Linked DNA regions of Oryctolagus cuniculus: region 2 is linked to region 1. Evidence: chromatin contacts called from public Micro-C data. All regions are on one chromosome and are shown on one strand. Each heading gives the region's core, a stretch centred on a gene start, on an enhancer-like site or on the middle of the called end of the contact. The rest is flanking DNA. Distances are from core to core; before and after follow the strand shown. Region 1 has its middle 4.4 kb from the start of PSMG4. Region 2 holds the start of SERPINB6 (serpin family B member 6).

The links. A called contact is a pair of places that touch in the nucleus more often than the background predicts.
Region 2: a contact with region 1 is called in a Micro-C map of ear pinna, with 8 times the contacts expected there. The contact joins the promoter of SERPINB6 here to the enhancer-like site in region 1. A contact is called at or near these places in 2 of 6 Hi-C or Micro-C datasets (ear pinna and an unstated tissue).

The regions. Positions count from the first base shown.
Region 1 is chr5:166,838,761-166,843,444 of mOryCun1.1, reverse strand. No RefSeq gene overlaps it. Among named protein-coding and RNA genes, the nearest start is that of PSMG4, 4.4 kb to the right of the region's middle. Within about 2 kb of position 2,739, at least 1 of the 8 cell types and tissues checked has an H3K27ac peak or open chromatin away from gene starts, as enhancers often do. A contact at or near this core is called in ear pinna, where this site is marked.
Region 2 is chr5:167,068,902-167,073,585 of mOryCun1.1, reverse strand. SERPINB6 (serpin family B member 6) reads right to left here and starts at 2,399. Exons shown (of 7, transcript XM_008274280.4): 1 at 1,938-2,399. The region is part of intron 1 of SERPINB9 (serpin family B member 9); the gene reads right to left.

The sequences.
Region 1 (4,684 bases), core at 1,490-3,989:
ACACAACCACACACATACAACCACCCAGCTACCCACACAACCACAGCCATGCACACAGCCACGCACACATCTACACACAGCCACACTACCACACACACACATACACACAATCACAGCCTCACACAACACAACCACACAGTCACAGCCATGCACACAACCACACAGTCACACAATTAGTTGCACACACATCTACATACAATCACATAGCCACACAACCATACCACAAATAATCACAATCACAGCCACACACAACACAACCACACACACACATTCACAGCCACGCACACAGCCACACAGTCACACGTATGTGCAACTGCAAATTTCCAGCCCAAACAAGGGTGCGCACCATCTGGGAAGGGTTTCTCCTTCCTGTAGGTGTGAGTTTGCTTAGCTGAAAAGCGTCAGCAGTGGTAAAGTCACAGTGCGAGCCACACTCCATGGCTCGTGCTGGGAACAGCAGGAAGCCGGAGCAAGCCTGGCCCCGGCTTTGGCGGCAGCCCCAGGGCCCACACTGGCCACCCCCAGAACCTGCTCAGGGGAACCCCCCTGGGTGCTGACTTGGGGGGGTGGCCCTGTCACCTAAGCCCCCTGGAGACCTGTGTGCTGGTGAAATCCAGGCTCCTGTCTGCACGCCCATGCCTTCGTGGTGTCTCTGCACCCCACCCCGCTTCTCCCCCTGGGTCCCGGGACCCTCCCTCCTCCCGAGGAGGCTCTGGCCCAGGTGGGAGATCCAAGGCTCAGCTGTCCCCCCCACCTGCGACTCAGTGCCCTGTGGATGTCTGTCTACTCTCCAGGTGTCCATTTCATTCTTTGACAATGTGAGTCCTGACACCCGTCTCCTCGCTGGTTGGGCGCCTCTTCATCTCTGTGACACGACACAACGTGATGTGACTGCAGCAGGGTCCTGCCACCCCCAGGACAGCCCCCAGGCCCCGCCCTGCTCTGCCCCCACTGGGACACAACCTGGCATGCGTCTTCTCTCCCCAGCCTACCCGACAGCCAGCCCCTCCTACTCCGGATCACTGGGAGTCCTGCGCCTGCCCCTCCTCTCTGTGGCTGCTGATCGGATCGGTCTGTGCTGGCAGCCCTGGCTCTGCCCGAGCCGTTGGCCCGGAGATCAAGTCCCGGGCCTGACTGCTCCGAGCTCAGGGTACGGGGACAGCTGCCGAAGGGGTCAGAGAGTGAGGACGGCAGCCTGTCCGGTGCCGGCCATGCTGCTCTCTGATGTGTCCCTCACTGTCCTTTATTTTTTATTTTTTTAAAGATTATTTATTTATTTGACAGGTAGAGTTACAGACAGTGAGAGGGAGAGACAGAGAGAAAGGTCTTCCTTCCGTTGGTTCACCACCCCCCCCCAAATGGCCACTACGGCCGGAGCTACGCCAATCTGAAGCCAGGAGTCAGGTGCTCCCTCCTGGTCTCCCATGCGGGTGCAGGGCCCAAGCACTTGGGCCACAGCAGAGAGCTGGACTGGAAGAGGAACAGCCGGGACTAGAACCCGGTGCCCACATGGGATTCTGGCGCCGCAGGCGGAGGATTAGCCAAGTGAGCCCTGGCGCCGGCCCCCCTCACTGTCCTTTAACTCGTGGGTCCCAGGGCCCCACTGTCCCTGGTCCAGCCCCACAGAGAGAGATCTTTGGATTCTGCAGAGTCAGAAGCCAAGGCTGGAAGTGTGCCGAGGGCGGAATCTGGGCTCTGCAGCCGCTGAGCTGGGGCTGGAGCGGAGAGGTGGCTCTCAGAGGGGCTGCCCAGGCCCAAAGGCAGAGGCCGAGCCGATGAATGAACTGTTCCCGGCAGGGCGGGGCCTCGGGGCCGCTCCCAGGGCTGAGGAAGCTGTGTTTGCATTTCAATAGGAACCGTGTGGGAGTGGGTCTTCAGCCCAGTCTGCAGGCACCTGCCTCCCACCTCCCACACTGCAGTGCTAGGTTCACCTGGCTGGGGCTCCGGACTCCAGCTTCCTGCCAATGCAGACCCCGGGGGATGCGGGGCTTCAGGAATTGGGGTTCCTGTCATGTATGTGGGAGACCTGGTTCCAGCCTGGCCCGACCACTGCGGCATTTAGGGAACGGATTAGTGGATGCCGGTGCAATGTCTCTCTCCTCTCTCTCTCTCTCTCTGCCTCTCAAATAAATCCATCATTGTAGCCATTTAAAAATAAATACATTAATAAAAAGTCATGCATAGACAAACCTCTCGGTTGCTTCTGCCCAGGAATGAGCGATGTGAGGTTGAACCTGTTTCTGCTCACTTTTCCTCCCAGCTCAAACTTACAGGAGCATCTATCTCCCGCTCTGCGTGCTCGGACGCTAACGAGCTGGCTGCTGCCGGTCAGAGTATTTCATCTGAACAGCCTGCACTGCTTGGCCATTTCTCTCTCTCTCTCACTCTGCCTTTCAAATAAATACAATGAATTTTTTTTTAAATAAAGGCCATGGTGATCGCGAGCGACTCCACGATGCATCCGCGTCCCTCGTGGCCTGGATCCTGATGGTCCCGGCAGACAGCTCCACCTGCGGGGGCCTCATTAGAATGCCGGACTCACCCTCCTGCAGCTGGTTTTCTCACCCATCCTCTGCCATTTTGTGATCCTTGGTTCCTAATGAAATGCACGCCAGACAGAGCCCGCGGCCCAGACGGGAGACAGAAAGGAGGCGCCCGGTGCAACCTGCCTTTCTCCTTCCTATGGCCTCTGCGGCTGGCTGCTTTTGCATTAGTGCCCTGTGGCTGATCCGGGGGCCTGCACCTGCTGCTTCCCCTGGGTGTCTTACAATCGCCAGCCTGGAGAAAAGAGGGTCCCTCCCTGACGGAGACAGTGAGTTAAGAACAGGAACCCGAGGAGGCTGCCCATGGCTCTCTAAGCACCAGCGACTCTGCACAGAGCCCGCTTCCTTCCCACCTGCCACCTAGTGGCCTCCAGCAGAATTACAGCCTCTTGTTGAGGGCGGGGCGGAATGAGAGGGTCGTGTTCCACTGTGCTTTCTTATCTGATGGTCTGGGGATATTAGCTCTGGAAAGCGCCTCAGACATCCAAGCCACTCTTCTCGATTTACAGCTAAGGTAACAGAGACCTAGAATAGAGGCATCGAGCTAAATAGTGCTGGAGCCAGGGGTGTAGTCTCAGGCCCCGACCCTGGGTGTTCTGCCATTCGGCTCAGCCGCTAATCGGCGTTTGCTTTCTGTCTGCTGTGCAGTTCCCAGGTGTTGTGCACAGAAGGTGCAGACCCTGTTGCTACCCTTGGAGCTTCCTGAGCCGGAAGCTGGGCCCACTGGAAAGGCCATTCCGTAAAATGTCTACATGACTTCCGCCAGGGAGGGCCTCCCTAAGGGATGGCATGGGGGCTCCTTCAGGCAGGTAAGTGGGGGGCGGGGGCAAGTGCGTGCATGGCGAGTGCAAGGGGTGGGTGCTGGCCGCCTCAGAGTTGAGTGTCGTCTGTGTGTGAAGTCAGGGGTGAGGGACGAGGCACAGACATGCAGGAAACAGGTGCTGGGTGAGGGGTCTTGCATGGCCTGCAAAGGCCAAAGGTCACTGCAGGACATTTAGTGATAATGAGGATGTAGGGTGCTTAGATTCTTCAGTTGGATAAGTCTCTCTGGCAACAGTGAGCAAGACAGATTGGAAGCCGGTGGAACAAGACGCGAGAAAACCGTGTGAACGCCACGTCAGCAGTCCAGCCAGAGATGGACAAGGTCTCGGCCATGGGGGCAACAGAACAGGGAGGGAGGACGGGAGGAGGGAGCGTGGGAGATGTGAGCAGGCAGTGCTGTTGGCAGCAATGGAGCAGATTCCTACCGCTGGGTCTGCGGCATGGAGTGAGTGGTGGTGCTGAGTGTGTGTGATGGGAGCCCCCGCCCACTCCCTACCTCTGTTGCTGAGTCATGCTGACTCCTGAGATGTCACATGGAATCCCTGTGGGAGCCCTGGGAGGGTGGTGCGAGGCCCGATGGACAGGAAGCGGGGTTCTAGCCCCATCAGAAGGAACCGCTGAGCCCCCTGGGTGGGAAGAACCCAATCTGCCACCGTGGCCATTGTGCCAGCCTGGGTGGTGAGTGACCAAGGCTGACACCAGCGGATCAAGTCCATCCTCTGTCCACCCAAGAGGGATTTTACAGCTTTAAGGGAAAGGTGTGTAGGAAGACACAATGCATGGACTTCCAACTTTTTTTTTTTTTTTGCACCAAAACAAGCATTTTGCTTTTTAAATTCCATTTTCTCACGAAGTCCTTGAAGTGCTCTTGGAGTTATTTAATTCGTCTCCTGGGGGAGCGACTCCGCCACAAGATACCGCGAGGCCGCCGGTCCTCCTCCTGCCCTCCGCGGGCCTCTTCCTGGAGCGCCCTGTCCTCCATCTCCCAGTCTTTCCCCCGGAGGGCCCAGGCCAGCCGAGCCCCTGCCCATGAGTCACTACACCCTTGGGTCTCTGCTGTGTTCCCACGGCTCGGATGGCCAGGCCCGCTGCCTGGGTCAGGCTGTGGGCGCCCGCTTGGCTCACGTCTGCACCTCACTCAGCCAGAGCCCGGGGCCAGGGCCACAATAGGCTTCCTCCCATTCTTCAGCTCTTCCCTGTAGGCTCGCCCTGTGGCCAGAGGCGAGGCAGAGGTGACAAGGGAGCAGTGCAACCGCCGCGGTGCGCTGCCCATCTAGACGGCCGACGGCACAGAGTGAACAGGGCTCCGGGCAGAAGTG
Region 2 (4,684 bases), core at 1,150-3,649, 230 kb before region 1:
GTTTCCCAGCTCAGACTGCAAACTCGATGCCCGGCAGTGGGTTTCCAACACCTGCCTCTTCAGCTGCAGTATATAACAACATAGCCAAGTGCCCTTACATGCACATGACAAATTCATTGTATATTCTAAAATTATTTACTGCTTTAAAAGCAGGATCTTTGAATATAAAAACAGTATTTAATCACAGACTGATACTAAGTTTTCTTAATGACTGGTTTGATATATATTTTAAAAAATTTATCCTAGGGTCGTTTGTGCCTCACAGCATCCCCAGTAACTGTGCTAATCCTCTTTGTGGTGTCACTACTGAATTGTGCTGCTTTACTTCTTCGATGTCTTCATTCCCTACACAATCTGGACCACTCAAAGTCACTGTCAGGGACACCTGAGCCCCTGCTTTATCCCACCTTCGTTTTCTTGAGGGAGGCTGTCTGGTGGGGGTGGGGGGGGGTGCGTGCATGTGTGTGTGTGCATCTGCTGTGTGTCTACTATGGAAACAGGGGAATTATACATTCTTTTCCTGCTTCCGATGCCTGGGCTGAATCCCAGGTCCAGCAAGCTTGGAAATGGAAGGCATGGGGTCTTCAGTGGGCCCGCACAGCCTCCACGTGGGTGCTCTTACCAGAAATACAGAAAAGAATGTTGATTCTGTACACTGATTTCACTCTACTGCTACTGGTTTGAGTTAACTGTAATACTCTGAGTTGTAATAAAACGCCTTGGGCTGGAATTGGCCTTATACAATTTTAAGAACTTAGTTTACATGGCCAAGTGTCACCCAAAGTGTACCCTTTCACTGTGACGGCACCCAGTGACAGGGGTGCAGTGACTCGGCGGTCACGAGGCACAGTGACACACCGGCACATGCTGACAGCAGCAGCCGCTCGCCTCAGCCCGGCACTACCAGGCACTTAGTACTTCCAAGCCCCTCGCCTAGCCCTAAACCACAGCAGGCAGGAGGCAGGCAGCCTGGGGGCACAGTCTTCCCGGTGCCACCACGCCCAGCCGCGCCTGACCCAGCTTCCCGACTGACGGCACGCAGATGCTCCTGCCCCACACGTCTGCTTTCAGGGAGAAAAAAGGGAAGAAATGCCAACTTCAAGTAGACCCAAATGGGACCCAACTTTCTCCCGGCCCTCTTAGCTCTAAGACACCAGATCATGGTTCGTTTTGCCTGCGGTGAGTTTAGTTTACAATAAATAAAGACAGAGCAGCAAGGGGGCGCGCAGTGGTCCTCACGGTTATCAGCGCAGCCTGAGCGACCTCCAGACTTGCGAATTCGCCAGTCCAGAGCGCAGGCCGGCCTGGGGTCCGCTTTCCACGCCGGCACCGGCACCGACTCCGCCGCCGCCAGCCCTCCGGCGTCCCCAACGCCCGGCGTCACGAGCCCGCGCGCGCCCTCTCGGTCGCGGGGCGGGAGTGGTCACCTGCGGCCAGGAGCGTCCCCTGCCGTCGCTCCGGGGGGCGGGGACCACCTGCGGCGGCGGGTTGGGTGGGGGCCGCCCGCGGCCGCGGGAGGCTGGGGGCGCGGGGATCACCTGTGGCCCAAGGCCCCGGCGCAGCAGCCCGGCCGACTCCACGCCGCCCCCATCCCGCGCCGGCCGCCTTTGCCTTTCCCCCGCGCGCTGGGGCCTGCACGCCCCCGATCCGGGCGGGTCTCGGCGTCACGGGCCCGGCCGGCGGGCCAAACAGCTCCCCCGCGGCCGCCACCGGGCTCCAGGAGGGAATCCGAGCCCGGACGCTCTCGCCCCATCCCCCGTCCGGGGCTGCAGGGGTCACGGCTCCGCGCAGCGGTCACGCCCCGCTCCTCCGGGCGCTGAGGTCCCCGCGTCCCAGGCCCAGCACTCGCCCCGGGCTTGCCCAGCAGCGCCTGCCCGTCCCCGTCCCCGTCCCGGAGACCCTCGCTTGCCACAGCGGGTCCCGCAACAGGCACCTACCGCAGAGTCGCGCGACACGGCCGGCAGCTGGAGGAGCAGCGGGAATGAGGCGCCAGAGCCGCCCTGGGCCTCAAATACCGGCGGGCTGGACTGCGGGCGGAGCCGGGGACGCGGGCCAGGGCGCCGGGGCGGGGCAGGAAGCGCGGGAAGGGAGAGGCTCCCAGGTGTGCGCCAGGTAAACGCCACCGCACTCGGACCCCTGCCCCCGCCGGCCCCCGCCGGCCATCTGCGCGTCTGCAGGCTCCAGCCGGCCGCTGGCCACCGAGAGGCCGCGCGTCCTTTCTGCGCGACCGGGGAGGAGGACCCGAGCGGCGGCCCTCCCGAAGTTTCCCGACAGGGGGCGACCGTGCGCCGCTCCAGCAAGATGGTCGCGGTGCCCCTGGAGAGACCGCAGAGTACGAAGGCCTCGCTGACCACGAAGGCCTCGCTGACCACGAAGGTGCCGGCTCCTGGTACAGGACAGTGAGAGCAGAAGCTAAAAAGGCGCAAGGCCCTCCCATCACCTCTTGTGTTCAAGCCTCCGACGATAGACAGATCATACAAAAGATGAAACCCAGTCTGCCTTCTGGGAGCAGCCTCGGGCCATTCCAGGGGCTCAGGGGCCTGGAGGGGGCGTGCTAGCCCGTCTAAAACGAGCCCGGGGACAGCCTGTGGCCAGCAGGTTAAGCTAGGCTGCCAGCTGCCGTCCCTTCTGCGCACCAGTTCTCCGATCTGGCTCCTGCCAGTGATCCTGGGAAAGCAGTCGAGGATGTCCCAAGAGCTTGGGCCCTGCACGCACCTGGGAGGCTCCTGGCTGCGGCCTGGCCCAGCCCTAGCAGTTGCAGCCACCTGGGGAGTAAATCAGTGATGGAATCTCTCTCTCCTCTCTCTGCAACTCTGCCTTTCAAATAAACAAATACATCTCTTTTTTTAAATAAAGATTTCTTTTATTTTCCTGAGTTACACAGAGAGAGACGGAGAGGCAGAGAGAGAGAGAGAGAAAGAGAGAGAGAGGTCTTCCATCCTATGGTTCACTCCCCAGATGGCCACAACGGTCGGAGCTGCGCCAATCCGAAGCCAGGAGCCACGAGCTTTTTCCGGGTCTCCCACGTGGGTGCAGGGGCCCAAGGACCTGGACCATCCTCCACTGCTTTCCCAGACTATAGCAGAGAGCTGGATCAGAAGAGGAGCAGCTGGGACTCGAACCGGCGCCCATATGGGCCGGTTCAGGCCAGGGTGTTAACCCACTGCACCACAGCACCAGCCCTCAAATACATCTTTTAAAAAGAAAGAAAGGGGCTGGCGCTGGGGCATAGAGGGTAAAGCTACCGCCTGCCCCCTTTGCCCGCTCCAATTCATTTACCCCAATTGTATTAGCTTCGGATTTATCCTCCTCTCTTCTCTGGCTCTCTCCCTCTGTAACTCTGCCTTTCAAATAAATAAAATGAACCTTTAAAAGCAAAACACATGACAGTACCAAATTTACAGAGCAGATACACAAAAGAAAATCTATCTTTATCATAACAGAAAACTAGCAAAACAAAAAGAAACAGTAAGAGAGGCATAAAGAAACAGAGAATATGTAAAACAACCAGTACGCAACCAACAAGATGAGTATTAATTTTGAATAGACATGGATTAAATTCCCCAGTCAAAAGGTATAGGTTGGATGACTACAAAAACAAACAAACAAACAAACAAAACACCAAGACCCAACTGTGAGTTGCCTACAAGAGACTCACTTCACAGGTAAAGATACACATCACATAGCAACTGAAAGAAGAGGGCTGAAAACTACACCATGCAAGTGGAAACCCCAAACTCTATCAGATAAAACAGGCTTTAAATCAAAAAGTGCAGAAAGAGACCACATATATATCTCACATATATTGATAAGAGGATCAAGAAAAATATACAAGACTCACACATTCATATGCACCCCAGACTACCCAAACATGTAAAGCAGATACGGTGCTGTTGACACTTAGAGAGCAAAGGAGGCAGTGTGGCCTCGCAGGAGCCAGGCCGTCCTTGCCCTCCTCCGCCCTTGCTGTACACGTCTCTTCGGCAGAGACACCTCAGAAGGCGTTGCGGTCTGCTCGTCTCTGCCTGCATTTGGCATAGACTGAACAAATGCTTCCAGAGGGCGCCTGTCAATCATTCTCGGCTCAGCATCCTCCTAGAGTGATGGCCCTAACGTGAAGTTGCTTATATAAAGTTATTTTATAACTTGTTTTCATAACCTAATGTGCTGATGGGCTTATGAGGGAACACTGAGTCAGGATGAAAGTAGCCAGGCTTGTGGTCTTATAAAATGTTTGTCTTTATTTTGTATGAAAGGCAGAGAGACACAAAGAGAGAGATCTGCCATCCATTAGTTCCCTCCCCAAATGCCTCCAACAGCTAGGGCTGGGCCAGGCCAAAGCCAGGACCCCAGAACGCAGTCTGGGTCTCCTGTGTGGGTGGCAGGAATCCAAGTACTGAAGCCATTGTCTGCTGCCTTCGCAGGGTGGGCATTAGCAGGAAGTTGGAACAGACACGGGCAGGTGGGACTCCAGCCAGGCACTGCGATATGTGGATGTCCCAAGGGGCATCTTCACTCCTGTGCCACACACACACACACACACACACACCCTGGTTTTTGACAATGACAATGGTATGAATATGCAGTGCTGGAGTTCACGTGACAAGGGCTGGTTAGTAACGACCCCTGGCAGCCCAGGCTGCAGAGACTCACGACGGAAGGTCGACAGTCACTCCTCCAGCAG